2 separate regions of the Capra hircus genome follow, and region 1 is linked to region 2. The links are chromatin contacts, called in public Hi-C maps. All regions are on one chromosome and are shown on one strand. Each heading gives the region's core, a stretch centred on a gene start, on an enhancer-like site or on the middle of the called end of the contact. The rest is flanking DNA. Distances are from core to core; before and after follow the strand shown. Region 1 overlaps BTBD16 (BTB/POZ domain-containing protein 16). Region 2 has its middle 13 kb from the start of HTRA1.

Evidence for each region. A called contact is a pair of places that touch in the nucleus more often than the background predicts.
Region 1: a Hi-C map of liver shows a contact between it and region 2, with 2.1 times the contacts expected there. The contact joins two enhancer-like sites.

The regions. Positions count from the first base shown.
Region 1 is chr26:9,851,744-9,858,320 of ARS1.2, forward strand. BTBD16 (BTB/POZ domain-containing protein 16) reads right to left here. Exons shown (of 15, transcript XM_005698564.2): 6 at 5,744-5,858; 7 at 1,288-1,357; 8 at 207-337. Among named protein-coding and RNA genes, the nearest start is that of BTBD16, 18 kb to the right of the region's middle. Within about 2 kb of position 3,013, at least 2 of the 5 cell types and tissues checked have an H3K27ac peak or open chromatin away from gene starts, as enhancers often do.
Region 2 is chr26:9,717,810-9,725,117 of ARS1.2, forward strand. No RefSeq gene overlaps it. Among named protein-coding and RNA genes, the nearest start is that of HTRA1, 13 kb to the left of the region's middle. Within about 2 kb of position 3,047, at least 1 of the 5 cell types and tissues checked has an H3K27ac peak or open chromatin away from gene starts, as enhancers often do.

The DNA.
Region 1 (6,577 bases), core at 1,763-4,262, 130 kb after region 2:
CTGCCCGAGCACAGGACCCACGTTTTGGCCCCTCCAGAGGCCAGGCTGTCCAGGAGGCCGGGACATTTGGGATGGAGGGGGCACTGCACATGTCCAGCAGGGGTGTGAGTTCGGCACTTCCCCACCCCATCCATCTACCCTACCCATCCCCCCCTCCCATCCCCACCTGCTACCCCAGAGGCTCCTTCCTGAGAGCCAGCTCTGACCTGGGGGACTTCAGCACTTTGTGGAGCAGCTCCTTTGGGATTTTCCGGAGGTGGATCTGTGTCCCCACCAGAGGGACCAAGTTCATCTCCATCCATTTCTCACAGGCGGTGGTGAGGGGCTCTTCGTTGTACTGAGAAGATAGGAAACACCCATTGAAAAAGGAGTCTCTGGCACTTACCCTGGTGGTGCAATGGTTGCGAGCCTACATTTCCACTGCAGAGGGTGTGGGTTTGATCCTTGGACGGGGAACTAAAATTCCACCTGCCGAGGGTGCAGGCAAAAAAATAATAATTTTAAGGTAGAAAGGAATCCCTGGTATCTCAGCGCCCTCTGCTGGAATATGATGATCCAGCAAGCGTGCTCTTAGAAAGGCCGTGCTGCAGCCCTGCTCAAACTTCTTCAAAACACAGGCACTAACATTTTCTGAGTGTTTGCGATGCTCAAGGTGCTGTACTAGGTTGATTCAAATCCATCCTGCTACCCTATGAGGTCAGTTCATCATTATTCCTATTTCACCAGTGGAAAATCTGAGGCTCCAACATTCCTGCTCTTGCCTGAGGTCATACAACTAGTTAAGTGGTCTGACCTAGTTAAGTGGGCTTGCATGCTGAAATGCAACTAGCTACATGGGCTTGTATGCCGGAATCTCTGGACTGATGTCTGTGGCTGATCACGGAAGCTCTACCGGCCTTGGGTCTCACTTTTCTCCTCTGATAATGAGAGCTAGAATACATCATTTATTGCCAACCCTGATGTACTGGGTGACTGGGCCCAGGTGGGATGCATTTCCCTCAGTTCCACCAAGAATGTCCTGGAACACTGTCTGCTGTTTTGATGAGAAAGGCTGTCCCTTTTCCTGCCCTCTTCCCCAATTAAAGCTTTTCTATTTGGGGGGGGGGGGGAGGGGATGTTAAAATATTCTTTTAAAGACAAAATGATTTTTTTTCTAATTGTTCACTTGGCAAAAGGTGGGCACTGTTAGGTTGGTGCCATCAGACAGATTTTTTGTTGCTGAAATCCCAGAGTCTGGGTGCTCTTGAGGGTCCCCAAGATGCTGTGTGCCTGCCAGGTTGTTCTCACCTTGCAGCCAGCCAGGTAGAAGTTTTTGATGGTGCTCGGCGTGAGTCCGCTCATCATGACGGTCACACACCTGCAGAGAGAGAACACTGTGTCTGGAAGGCCCGGGCTGCTTTCAGGAAAGTGAGAAGCCCCAGAGTCTTTACTCAACCGCATGCCGGCAGCGGAGTCCTTTTACGCAAGGGAAAGCACCTTATTTTAAGATCGTGGACATAGGGCTGGAGGGCAAGACCAGCAAGGCTTGTTGCAAAGAGCTCTGGGCTAAGGGAGGTGAGCTCTGAGATCAAATCTTTCTGAAGAAAACAGAGTAGCTTTGGCACCAAGGAGAAGTATTACTGTTTAGAGATTAAGCCCCTAAAAGCGCCTTGCTGTTGTTGTTTGGCCGCTAAGTCGCATCTGACTCTTTGCATCCCCACAGACTGTAGCTCACCAGCTCCTCTGTCCATGGGATTTCCCACGTAAGAATACTGGAGTGGGTTGCCATTTCCTTCTCCAGGGGATCTTCCCAACCAAGGGATCAAACCCTCAGCTCCTGCGTTGACAGGAGGAGTTTTTACCGCTGAGCCAAAGGGAAGCTGAAAAGCGCCTTGCTAGGTTTTAATTTTAGTCAGGATGACATTTGGTTGTCTTCCTGATGAAGGCAAGTGTTTCCTGAACAGACCATTGCTGAGCTTCTTAGAGGGGCCTCCAGTCCTATTTCCTCTCTGTATGAGAGTAGATTGAAAAAGCAACTTTCTGATGAAAATCTACATCCTTTTCACACCTAGGCCTCATTTACTTGTTGTTGTTCAGTCAATCGCTCAGTCATGTCCAACTCCTTTCAACCCCATGGACTGCAGCATGCCAGGCTTCCCTGTCCTTCAGTATCTCCCTGGAGTCTGCCCAAACTCATGTCCCTTGAGTCAACGACGCTATACAACCATCTCATCCTCTGTGGTCCCCTTCTCCTCTCACCCTCAATCACTCCCAGCATTGGGGTCTTTTCCTATGAATCGACTCTTCGTATCAGGTGGCCAAGTATTGGAGCTTGGTTCATTTATTTATCAAGGATCTGAACACTTACTGTGTGCCAGGCACCCTTCGAGGCACTTGGGTAATGAAGAACAAAGCCAGTGGGCCCAGCACACGTTGAGTAAACATACAGACAGGTGACCACATTATGACAGCTGTATCCCAAAGCTGATAACACAGAGAGGCTCTGGTCACTCTCCCCTCCAAGCCTCAGGCTCTCCTCTGCTGGCAAATCCAGGTAGAACCTGCTCCTATGGCCTTCGAGGTCTGCATGACCTGCAGTCACCCTAACGGTCCCACCCACCTTTCCCATCATCTTTCGACATCCCTCCCTGACTCCAGCCACATTGATTCTCAGTGACCAAGCAGCTCCAGTTTCTATGCTCTCATCGGCCGAAGCCCCCTTCTCTTACATCCTTGACAGCTGGACTCGTACCAGGCTCAGCTCAAGTACCACCTCCTCTTGGAATTCTCCCTGATTGCTTCTCCCCACGTGTTCCTTTTGCTTTGATTGTCATGCCCTCGTTCAGCCTGAGGCTTCTGCCTCCTTGAAGCTAGAGACTTCCAGGCAGCAGCCCTCCCAGCATACATGCATCCCAAGAGTCTCGTCTGCGGCAGCCTCTGCAGCAGGTTCTGGAAGCACCTGCCCTGTACAAGGCTCCTCCGCTCCTGGGGCTCCTGGGCTCGCCGTGAGTCAGCAAGGGGAAACCCGGTGTGAGGAGGGCCGTGCGGAAGGTTCAGGCCCCACCCCTCACCACGCGCGGTGTTTTTCAGGTGCTGGCTTTGCCAGCGGAGACGCGCGGACGGAATTAGCTGGGTCTGAAGCTGGGACGCAGAAATCAGTGCTCCTCACACCTTCCCCTATAGTCCCCCTCCTCACCGTGAGCCTCCCTGGCTGGGCGGGACTGGAATGGCCAGATTTCCCAGACCGGAGGACAGGGAAAGGCTACCCAGGCCAGCTGCCTCCGGACTCAGAGAGGCTCGGGATTTCCACTTCCGGAAGGTCTAGCGGCACCAGGCAGTAACTGACAGATGGGAGTTCAGCATCTCACGGAGGCAAGGAAATGTCCTGCCAGCCCTGTGAGCCTGGAGGGACACAAGTGACCCTTCGGGAGGGTGTGTGTGTGTGTGTGTGTGTGTGTGTGTGTGTGTGTGTGTGCAGGCAACAACCAGTAACTATGATCCCAGCTGTGTCAAAGCAGACACTGATGCAACTGATGTGTGCGTCTAAGGAGCAGCGCCCTATATAATCCACACACACACACTTCATCCCCTGAAGATGGGCGGCCTCGGGTGTGGGTGATTCAGCAGCGACCATCCAGCGGTTTCGCGCTGGTAGGGATCTCAGCCAAGATGGCCTCTGAGAGCCCATCCAGCGTACCTGGGGTGGCAATGCTACCAGAGTGACCTGGGGGACTTCTGCTCATGCACACACACACACACACACACACTCATGTGTACATGCACACCGAGGCTTGTACTGCCACATCCCTGCCAGCTGCACCGTCAGCCTCTCGAAGGCAGGCAACACCCACCCTGGCTGGGTGTCAGGCCCACCTGGCTCTGAGCAAGGATTCCAGCCCCACCACAGTTATCTGCAGCATCTCGGGGAGGGCCCATGAGCGCCAGGCAGGCCCAGGTTTGTCCATCAGCGGAATGATAGTCTTGGCTCAGAATCCGGAGCCCTCCCTCCACAAGGCATGTGGAGGAGGAAAGAAAGGATGAACCTGCCATTCCTGACTCTGCCCCAGATAAGCCAGAGTGAGGGCTCCAGAAGGAGACCACGGGGCTTCGAATCTGGCCCCCCAGTACCGCAGCCGAGGCTCACAGACAGGAGGTGGCCGGAGGGAAGCTGGCCTTCCAGATTTGGGATCAGAGATATCTCCCTGCATGGCACCAGTCACTCAGAAACACCTGTGTACAAAAGCTGCGATTGCGTAGTGGTGATACGTCACAAGGCTACGTGCAGCTGAAGTCATGTGGCACACAATGGCAGGGGAGTGGGGATTCTCAGGAAAACCTGGACCAGGGTCAAGGTCAGATGCCTTGGTTCACCTCGAGAGTCCACGACCTGTCCCTGCCTATGGCGGCTGACCTCCCATCTCCCAGCCACCCGCCAGTCTGGCCAGGCCGACATGCTGGAGTTCCTTGTCTGTGTGCCCTCTGAGACCACAACCAGACCTCTGACAGCCTGCACCCCTGGGTTCAAGCGGCATCTGCATCACCAATGAGGCTTCAAAATGCTCCAGACTGAAGATCTGGCCAGAGTTATTTCAGGTGACCCCAGAAATGAGGCATTGACAAAAAAAAAAAAAAAAACCTGTAAGGTTGAATCTGGCGAGGTGAATTCTATTAAAAGTGAGTTGAAGGTCCTTGGAAGAGATCCTGCCCCTGCCTTTTACAGAGCTGCGGATGTCCTCTGTAGGCTAGGATGGGAAGTCCATTCATTCATTCCCTCAAATGAAGAAACGGAAGCTTAGGGTGGTGAAACAAGCCAGGCAGAGCACCCCTGCCCTAGATCTCCTGTCTACTGAATTACATCAGGAAGTAAGAAATCAAAGAGCTACAAGAAACCACCACTGTGTTCAGGATGTGAGAGTAATAAGCACACATCCGTGGAAAATCCCCAGAGAAGGGACAGAATATTCGAGAAAAATTAATCCCATCAATTCTTTTCCATTTGGTTCACTTACCTTTCATAAGCATTGATGGAATGTAGGATTATTAGACAATACCACAACAAAAAGTATAAAGAGCCAACTCGTTGGAAAAAAAAACCCTGATGCTGGGAAAGATTGAGGACAAAAGGAGAAAGAGGCAGCAGAGGATGAGATAGTTAGATAACTTCACTGACTCAATGGACATGGGTTTGAGCAAACCCCAGGAGATAGTGAAGGACAGGGCAGCCTGGCGTGCTGCAGTCCATGGGGTCACAAAGAGTCTGACAAGACTGAGCGATTGAACAACAACAAAAAAAAGGTAGGGGGGAGTTCTAAGAAATGCTTCTTCAAACTGCAGGTACCAATTTTACTTGAAATTAATTTTATATAACACAGAATTTCCATTTGCGAATCCCCCACCTTTCACACCACCCCACTTCACTCCTTCCCAATGTCTCGGAGACAGCTGGACAGGAGCTTCAGAGGGCAGGGACCCTCCCCATCAGGCGCCCACTGCCTCTCTGGTGTCCTGGAAAAGCCCATGAAGTCATTCTTAAAGAAACACACGCATGAATAAAGGTGTGGTTGAATCAATGGCTGAGCCAAGTCCATCTGGCCCAGGGCCATTGAGGCGAGGGGGAGCAGGAAGGGTCAGGACCACCAATGAGAGAGTGATGTCACCACCTCGTCTGAGCAAATCGGAACAGGAGGTGTTAGGGTGGTAGGTTCTGGGGCCCCTGGGGCCCTCGGGGTCCTGGCTGCTCTACCAGGAGGCTGGGCGGCCTCACCTTTGAAACAGGCTGCCAAACTGAAGGATGTGAGCAGCGGCCAGCACGCCCAGCACGTCATCCAGGCCTATCTTCACCTCGCGCATGTAGAGGTTCTTCAGGGCCGTGGCGAAGGCTGGGGAGGCAGCATCCAAGGGCCAGCCATCAGCCTGGGGGCTCTGCAGCCCCATGTCCCCCACGTCCAGGTGCCCCCCCTCCACCCTTGACCACCAGCGTGCTGGAAGAGCCTCCCGAGCTGGGGACGGGCGAGATGCAGTGGACAGAACGTGCCCACTCCGACCTGGGTGCAGACGCTGCCCAGGCTCCCAGCCCCCAAAGCAGTTGAGGATGAAGCTACAGAAAACAGGGCTCTTATGAAAAATCTTATGTGAGTCTGGGCCTTGGGGCTTCTGTCCTAACCTGGGCGGTCCACGGCCTAGACAGGGAGGTGGTCACCGCCCAACATGTGTGCAAGGAGGCACGCTTTGTTTTCTTTGGAGATGACGTACTTAACAGCAGGTTGTCCTCAGACTGTCCGACTCTCTGTGACCCCATGGACTGTAGCCTACCAGCCTCCTCCGTCCATGGGATGTTCCAGGCAAGAGTACTGGAGTGGGTTGGTTGCCATTTCCCTCTCTAGACAATCTTCCTAACCCAGGGATCAAACCCCGGTCTTCTGCATTGCAGTCAGATGCTTTACTGTCTGAGCTATCAGGGAAGCCTTCCTCAGACTCTGGGGTCTTTAAAAAGGTTAAGGACCCCTGGGAAGAGCCAGGATAATGTGCTAGTCCCCAGTTAGGGGCAGATGGACTCAGCTTATTCCAAGTCCTGCCTGATCCCAAATAGCGCTGGAGT
Region 2 (7,308 bases), core at 1,797-4,296:
AGTTCATGATCTGAGCTCCTTAGTTCAAAAAACTAAGATCATGGTATCTGGTCCCATCACATCATGGCAAATAGATGGGGAAACAATGGAAATCACGAGAGACTTTAATTTTGGGGGCCCCAAAATCACTGCAGATGGTGACTGCAGCCATGAAATTAAAAGACGCTTGCTCCCTGAAAGAAAAATTATGACCAACCTAGACAGCATATTAAAAAGCTGAGACATTACTTTGCCAACAAAGGTCCATCTAGTCAAAACTATGGTTTTTCCAGTAGTCATGTATGGATGTGAGAGTTGGGCTATAAAGAAAGCTGAGTGCCGAAGAATTGATGCTTTTGAACTGTAGTGTTGGAGAAGACTCTTGAGAGTCCCTTGGACTGCAAGGAGATCCAACAAGTACATCCTAAAGGAAATCAGTCCTGAATATTCATTGGAAGGATGGATGCTGAAGCTGAAGATCTAATAGTTTGGTCACCTGATGCAAAGAACTGACTCACTGGAAAAGACCCTGATGCTGGGAAAGATTGAAGGCAGGAGGAGAAGAAGGTGACAGAGGATGAGTTGGATGGCATCCCCAACTCAATGGACATGAGTTTGAGCAAGCTCCGGGAGTTGGTGATGGGCAGGGAGGCCTGATGTGCTGCAGTCCATGGGGTCACAAAGAGTTGGCCACAACTGAGCGACTTCATTTTCACTTTTCACTTTCATGCATTGGAGAAGGAAATGGCAACCCACTCCAGTATTCTTGCCTGGAGAATCCCAGGGATGGGGCAGCCTGGTGGGCTGCCATCTATGGGGTCCCACAGAGTCAGACACAACCGAAGCGACTTAGCAGCAGCAGCAGCAGCAGCAGCAGAGAGACATCTTTCCCTAGGTCACATAAAGGTGCCCTGGGGGATGGGACATTCTGAAAACTCTGCTCTAAATCAATGGTGACCTCGGGGAGGGCATTGTCCTCCCTGGAATTAATGGTCCTCATTGATGAGAAGAGGTGACAGAGATCCTGATATCCAATAGAATCATCTGTAGAGCTTTTTTAAGATGCTGCTTCCTAGAAATTTGGCAAAATTTGGAAACATTCAGTTACCGATAGTATTGAGTCGATGTTGATTTTCTGGTTTTTTTTAATTGTATTTTTTTAACACCAAAAATATTTTGCATTGGGGTATAGATGACTAACAGTGTTGTGACAGTTTCAGGTGAACAGCGAAGGGACTTTGATCATTTTACTGTGGTTGCATTAGAGAAAGCTGGGTTTTGCTATGTTTTAAGAAAATACACACTGGAATATTTAGAGGTAAAGAGCCTTCATGTCTGCAAGTCTTAAATGATTCAGAGATGGAGAATGATCAAGCATGTGTGGTTAACATTTGGGGAATCTAGGCTAAGAGTAAATGAGAGTTTTGTACTATTTTTACAGTTTTTCTCTAAACCTAACATTTCAAAATTTTTAAAGTTAAGGAAAAAAAGCACCAGTAAGCACATGAAAAGATTCTCAGTATTGTTAGTCATCAACAAAGCAATGCCATAATGAGATGCTACTTCTTGAAAAGTCAGATGATAACAAAAGATGGCAAAGATGTGGGGAGATGGGACCCCTCATATATTCCTAGTGGAAATGGAAATTGGTACAGTCATTTTGAAAAAGAATCCATCTGTTAATTCATTAATTAAATGGAGTTAGAGAGAGCACTTTGCCAACAAAGGTCCATATAGTCAAAACTGATTTTTCTAGTAGTCATGGATGTGAGAGCTGGACCATAAAGAAGGCTGAGCACCAAAGAATTGATGCTTTCGAATTGTGGTGCTGGAGAAGACTTCTGAGAGTCCCTTGGACAGCAAGGAGATCAAACCTGTCAATCCTAAAGGAAATCAGTCCTAAATATTCATTGGAAGGACTGATGATGAAGCTGAAGCTCCAATACTTTGGCCACCTGATGTGAAGAGCCAACTCATTTGAAAAGACCCTGATACTGGGAAAGATTGAAGGTGGGAGGAGAAGGGGACAACAGAGGATGAGATGGTTGAATAACATCACCAACTCAATGGACATGAATTTGAGTGAACTCCAGGAGACAGAGGAGGACAGAGGAGCCTGTCATGCCACAGTCCATGTTTACATGCTATAACAAGGATTATCCGTGTGAAAGATTCACAAGACCTTCCCTGGAGTTACTGGATACATTGCCCTAAATGAAAGAAGTCAGTCACAAAAGACTGTATTATATGCTTCCATTCACATGAAAAGCCTAGAACAGGGAAATCCACAGAGACAGAAGGTAGATTCCTAGCTGTGAGGAGGACAAGGAGATAGAGAGGTAATAGCCAAAGCATACAAGGCTTCATTTTGAAAATATTACAAAATTGACTATGGTGATGATTGCATGTGTCCATGCAGATAATAAAACCCACTGAATTGTACACTTTTCTAAGGAGAATGGGATGCTATTTGAATTATATCTGAATAAAACTGTTTAAAAAAAAAAACCCCTCTGGGACGTGGTTGAAAATCCCTGGTGTCTAGTTTTCAGGGTCTTCCAGGAACTCTAATGAGCAGCCCAGCTGACAACTACAGGCCATTCCTATATTTTGACGCTATGCGAACACATGTTTAAACCATCCAGTTATTCTATAATCAGGGCAATATCCCTAGAGATCCAAAATTCAGTGGCACTGGGAATTCCATTTGTCTAAGCCACAGCCCTTCATTAATCAGCCAAACTGTTCGATGGGTCGTCCCATGCCATTCCTCTGCCCTACTTCAAGACTGGAAGCTTCCTGGATCGGCCACCTAGCCTGCCCATTGAGCCAGACAGCGCCAGCCACATAGCAGACACTGGGCTCATGCTGGCTGACTTGGAGATGCTCACTCACAGCTGAAGCCAGGTATTACCCTGAAGTGGTACATTTTCATCTTGATTTTCCTTTACTTTCTTCCTTTCCGCGTGGATCTGTCTTTGATGTGACCTCCAGCTGTCACTGCCACACTCCTGGATGCCGATGGCGGGGCACCAGCCACATGTTATCCGTGATGACTCACGAACGAGGTACTTTTCCACTGGGCCCGCGGCCACAGCCCCTCCTCCACTCCATCCTTCTGTAGTCACCTCACCCTGCGGAGACTTCCGTCTCTCTCTCCTCCTGGACTCCACTTCTTAGGGACAGTTTCTGGGCACTCAAGACTAGCCATTGCCTGGCACCCTGTTATTAAATTGATTCTCTATTCCTTTAAAAAAAAAAAGAGAGAGAGAGAATAACCACCACTTTTAGAAATCAGACCCACAAGCTGAGCCTCCCGTCTGCCTTCCTGACCTGCAGTTTCATAGGAGGGGAGGGAGAAAAAAAACAGAACTCTCAACTGGAGGAAGACTGAGCGCGACTCCTTTGATCATTCAAAGGGATTTCAGGAAATCCTTCTGCTAACAGCCCAATTTCCCTAGCTTGAGACTCAAAAGAAAACAGAAGAAAGACCCCAGGGGGTTACTTATACCCCGAACAAGAAATGCAGGATATAAAACTGTGTGCGCTGCTTGCCCCCGATTGTTTTGTTTTGTTTTAAAAAAGATCATCAGACTCAAACCTGGAAGGAACAAAGCCTGAGTGTTAACAGTGTCCATTCTGGGTGGAGGCGTGATGAGTGATGGAAGGTAGTCTCTGCTTCTTTGTATTTTCTGTACTAACCATTAATACGAGGGGAGAGAGGAGTCAAACGAAGGAAGGAAATGTCAAGAAAGCCAAAGCTCTGTAGGGGGGCAACCAGCCCAGTCGTGCTCTCCTTATAGCCAAGGGTCCTTCTCCTGGGGCCTCCCAGCTGTGGGCTGTGCTCCTTCCTGGGGTCACTCCTAGTCCCGTAGGCATTTCAGACACCTTGTCGCTCCTCTGAGCTCAGCATCTGCCCCATCCATGACTGCTTTCCATCCATGACTGGACACAGAGTAGAAAGTGTGAAGTGCTTAGCACCGAATGAATACAAAAATCTTGCTGGGTGTTCCAAAACTATATTTTCTGACATTTTTAATACGAGGGTGCCTTTATAAGTTTTTTAATCTACCAGAACATCTCTACATCTTTTTTTTTTCAAGATTTGTTTGGATGTGGATCAGTTTTAAAGTCTTTATTGAATTTGTTACAATATTGCTCCTGTTTTTTGTTTTGGTTTTTGGGCCAAGAGGCATGTGGGATCTCAGCTTCCCAACAAGGGATCAAACTCACTCCTGCTGCTCTGGAAGATGAAGTCTGAACTACTGGACCACCAAGGAAGTCTTTATACATCTTTAAAAAAACAAAAAAAGCTTAACATCTTTCAGATATCTGAAGTGTCTGAAATATCAGTTCTTTTGATATCTGAAAGAAAGTCAAAGTGTTGCTCAGTCGTGTCCGACTCTTTGCAACCCCATGGACTGTAGTTGCCAGGCTCCTCTGTCCATAGGATTTCCCAGGCAAGAATACTGGAGTGGGTAGCTATTCCCCTCTTCAGGGAAACTTCCTGACTCTGGCAGGGATCGAACTCACATCTCTTGAGTCTCTTGTGTTGTGGGCAGATACTTTACCATCTGAGCCACCAGAGGAGCTTTGGTATCTGGAAGTGGTTTATCCCTCCAGTTCTGTTTTCCATGTTTCACTGTCCCCATTCCTAAGGGCCAGTGCTCTATGTCCCGATGCAAGGAATTACCCTTGCAAAATCTATAGAGGTGGCAACTCCCAGAATACCTTTGAAGATGGTGTTTGGATATCACAGCATAATTTGACAATAATCAGGACTGCTGCGTATTGACATACAAATGAAAGTGTAGATCAGTGGACCAGAAAGGAGCCCAAATTAGATTCATGTAGAAATCACCTGATTTCACAAAGGCATAACTGCAATTAAATGTTATTTTCAATAAATGGTGCTAGATTAGTTGGTTGTTCATATGGGGGGGGGGGGAATGAACATTGTTCCCATACAGACATAAAATGTCGGATCATAGACCTAAATTTGAAAAATAAAAATAAAGAGGCAGGGATTGTATGGAGAGCCTAACCATTTACTATCTGGTCTTTTACAGAAAAGGTAGCCAACCTCTCACTTAGACAATCAATAAAAGAATAAGTCAAGGCCTAATTTGTAGCATTTGCCAATTTCCATGGTGTAAATATCCCTGCCAAGCTGCCAACATGACGTCACTGAACGTAGAATTGGGGTGAGAGAGGGCACAGCATCCCCTCAGGTCCAGGAGTTGTAAATAACCCCTAGAGCATGGCCAAAAGCAAAGTGGGGTAAAACTAGAAAGTGATGAGCTTGAGTTTTTATTACCTTTGTTCCTAATGAAATTTATGTAATTGTAAGTTTATAAGTCTGATTTTCATCTATAGCTGTTTGACAACAGCCAGCTTGCACAATTCCCCCAAACTCAACAACTGACTCTCCGAAGCCAGCCCCAGCACCTCACCGACTGGAGTGACTCATGGCCTGGCAGACAGACCTCAGCCCTCTGGGCCGGGTCCACACCAGGTTCTGCAGAACTGGGGAGAAGGCCCTTGTCTGTACCTGCTCTGCCATCTGGCCCTAAAGCAGAAGCATCTCTTATCATCCTATCTCCAAAGGCAGATGTTACTCACAGCCTTCTCTATGTTCAGAGCCCACACCCAGCCTTCCTCTCTCATGGTGCCCAGGGCCTCCTATCTGCAACCTCCTTCCCCCCAAATGCAAACAGCTACCAGGAAGATCCCTTGGGGCGGGAAAGACTCATCTGCCCAGAGTCACCAAACACAGGCAGTGTCTCTTCTCAGGTGTAACAGGAACTAGCACCTCACAATACTATAAACTCGACGTACTTCCAATTTTTTTAAAAAAGGTAGGATATTTTTGAACTCCAAAATAAAGATCCTGAAGCTCAAAAATTGAATACAAAAATATTTATGTGCTATTAAAATGTATTATTAATTGTAATTGCTCATATGATTCTGGCAGAGAAATACCCATATTCAGGTTACAGGAAGTTCAGAAATGTACTCCACTATGAGGGATCATCACAGCGGGGCTTCCCTGTAACTCAGTTGGTAAAGAATCTGCCTGTGATGCAGGATACCCTGGTTCGATCCCTGGGTCAGGAAGATCCGCTGGAGAAGGGATAGGCTACCCACTCCAGTATTCTTGGGCTTCCCTTGTGACTCAGCTGGTAAAGAATCCACCTGCAATGCTTGAGACCTGGGTTCGATCCCTGGGTTGGGAAGATTCCCCTGGAGAAGGGAAAGGCTACCCACTCCAGTATTCTGGCCTGGAGAATTCCATGGACTGTATAGTCCATGGGGTCACAAAGAGTCGGACACGACTGAGCAACTTTCACTTTCATGAGTGATTAGTGTTAGAACCTGAATGTCTGTGTTCCTCCAAAATTTATGTCTCAAAACTTGACCCTCAAGGAGATGTGCTAGGAGGTGAGGCCCTTGCAATGTGATGTCATGAGGGCTCCACTCTCACCCCTATAAGAGATCCCTGGGAGTTCCCTCCACCACGTGAGAGAAGAGCCAGGAGACCCGCCTATGAACCAGGAAAATGATTCTTACTAGACACTGAGACAGCTTGATCTTGGAATTCTCAGCCTCCAGAATGGTAAGCCACCCAGTCTAAAGTATTCTGTTGTAGCCGCCCAAGCTAAGACACTGATAAAAGTCTTATTTCAAATCAGTGGGAAGAAATAGATTTTAAATACTAACCACACAGAGAAAACTGGACGAACTCCTGTGTTTGTGTTAAGGATATTGGTCCCATCTCACTCAGCGTCCCTTGCAACTTGTAACACATCCACACGACAGGAGCTTCTGAATATTCTATGTCGAGAAGGTTATCTGGCTCAGAAAAGGTGACATGCCTCTTTCCATCAAACAACAAAGACTTCTAGAACTCAACATCTGGTTCTTCCATTGCCAGGAGGCTGAACTAGATGGTGTAAGCATCTTTTTAGATTCTTGGTAAAATTCTGTCTCTATAGAAGATATCAGGCTTCCCAGTTGGCACTAGTGGTAAAGAACCCACTTGCCAGTGCAGGAGACATGAGAGACTCGGGTTCAATCCTTGGATTGGTAAGATCCCCTGGAGAAGGAAATGGCAACCCTCTCCAGTATTCTTGCCTGGAGAATCCCATGGACAGAGGAGCCTAGTGGGCTACGGTCCATAGGTTTGCAAAGAGTCGGACACAAATGAAGCGATTTAGTATGCATAGAAGATATCAAACAAAGAAAAACTTTTATTCCTATTTGAGTGTAATCTCTCAAAGCAGGTGGCTCCAGGTAGCCTTTCTCAGTGGGGTTCCTTAACTGAACCCC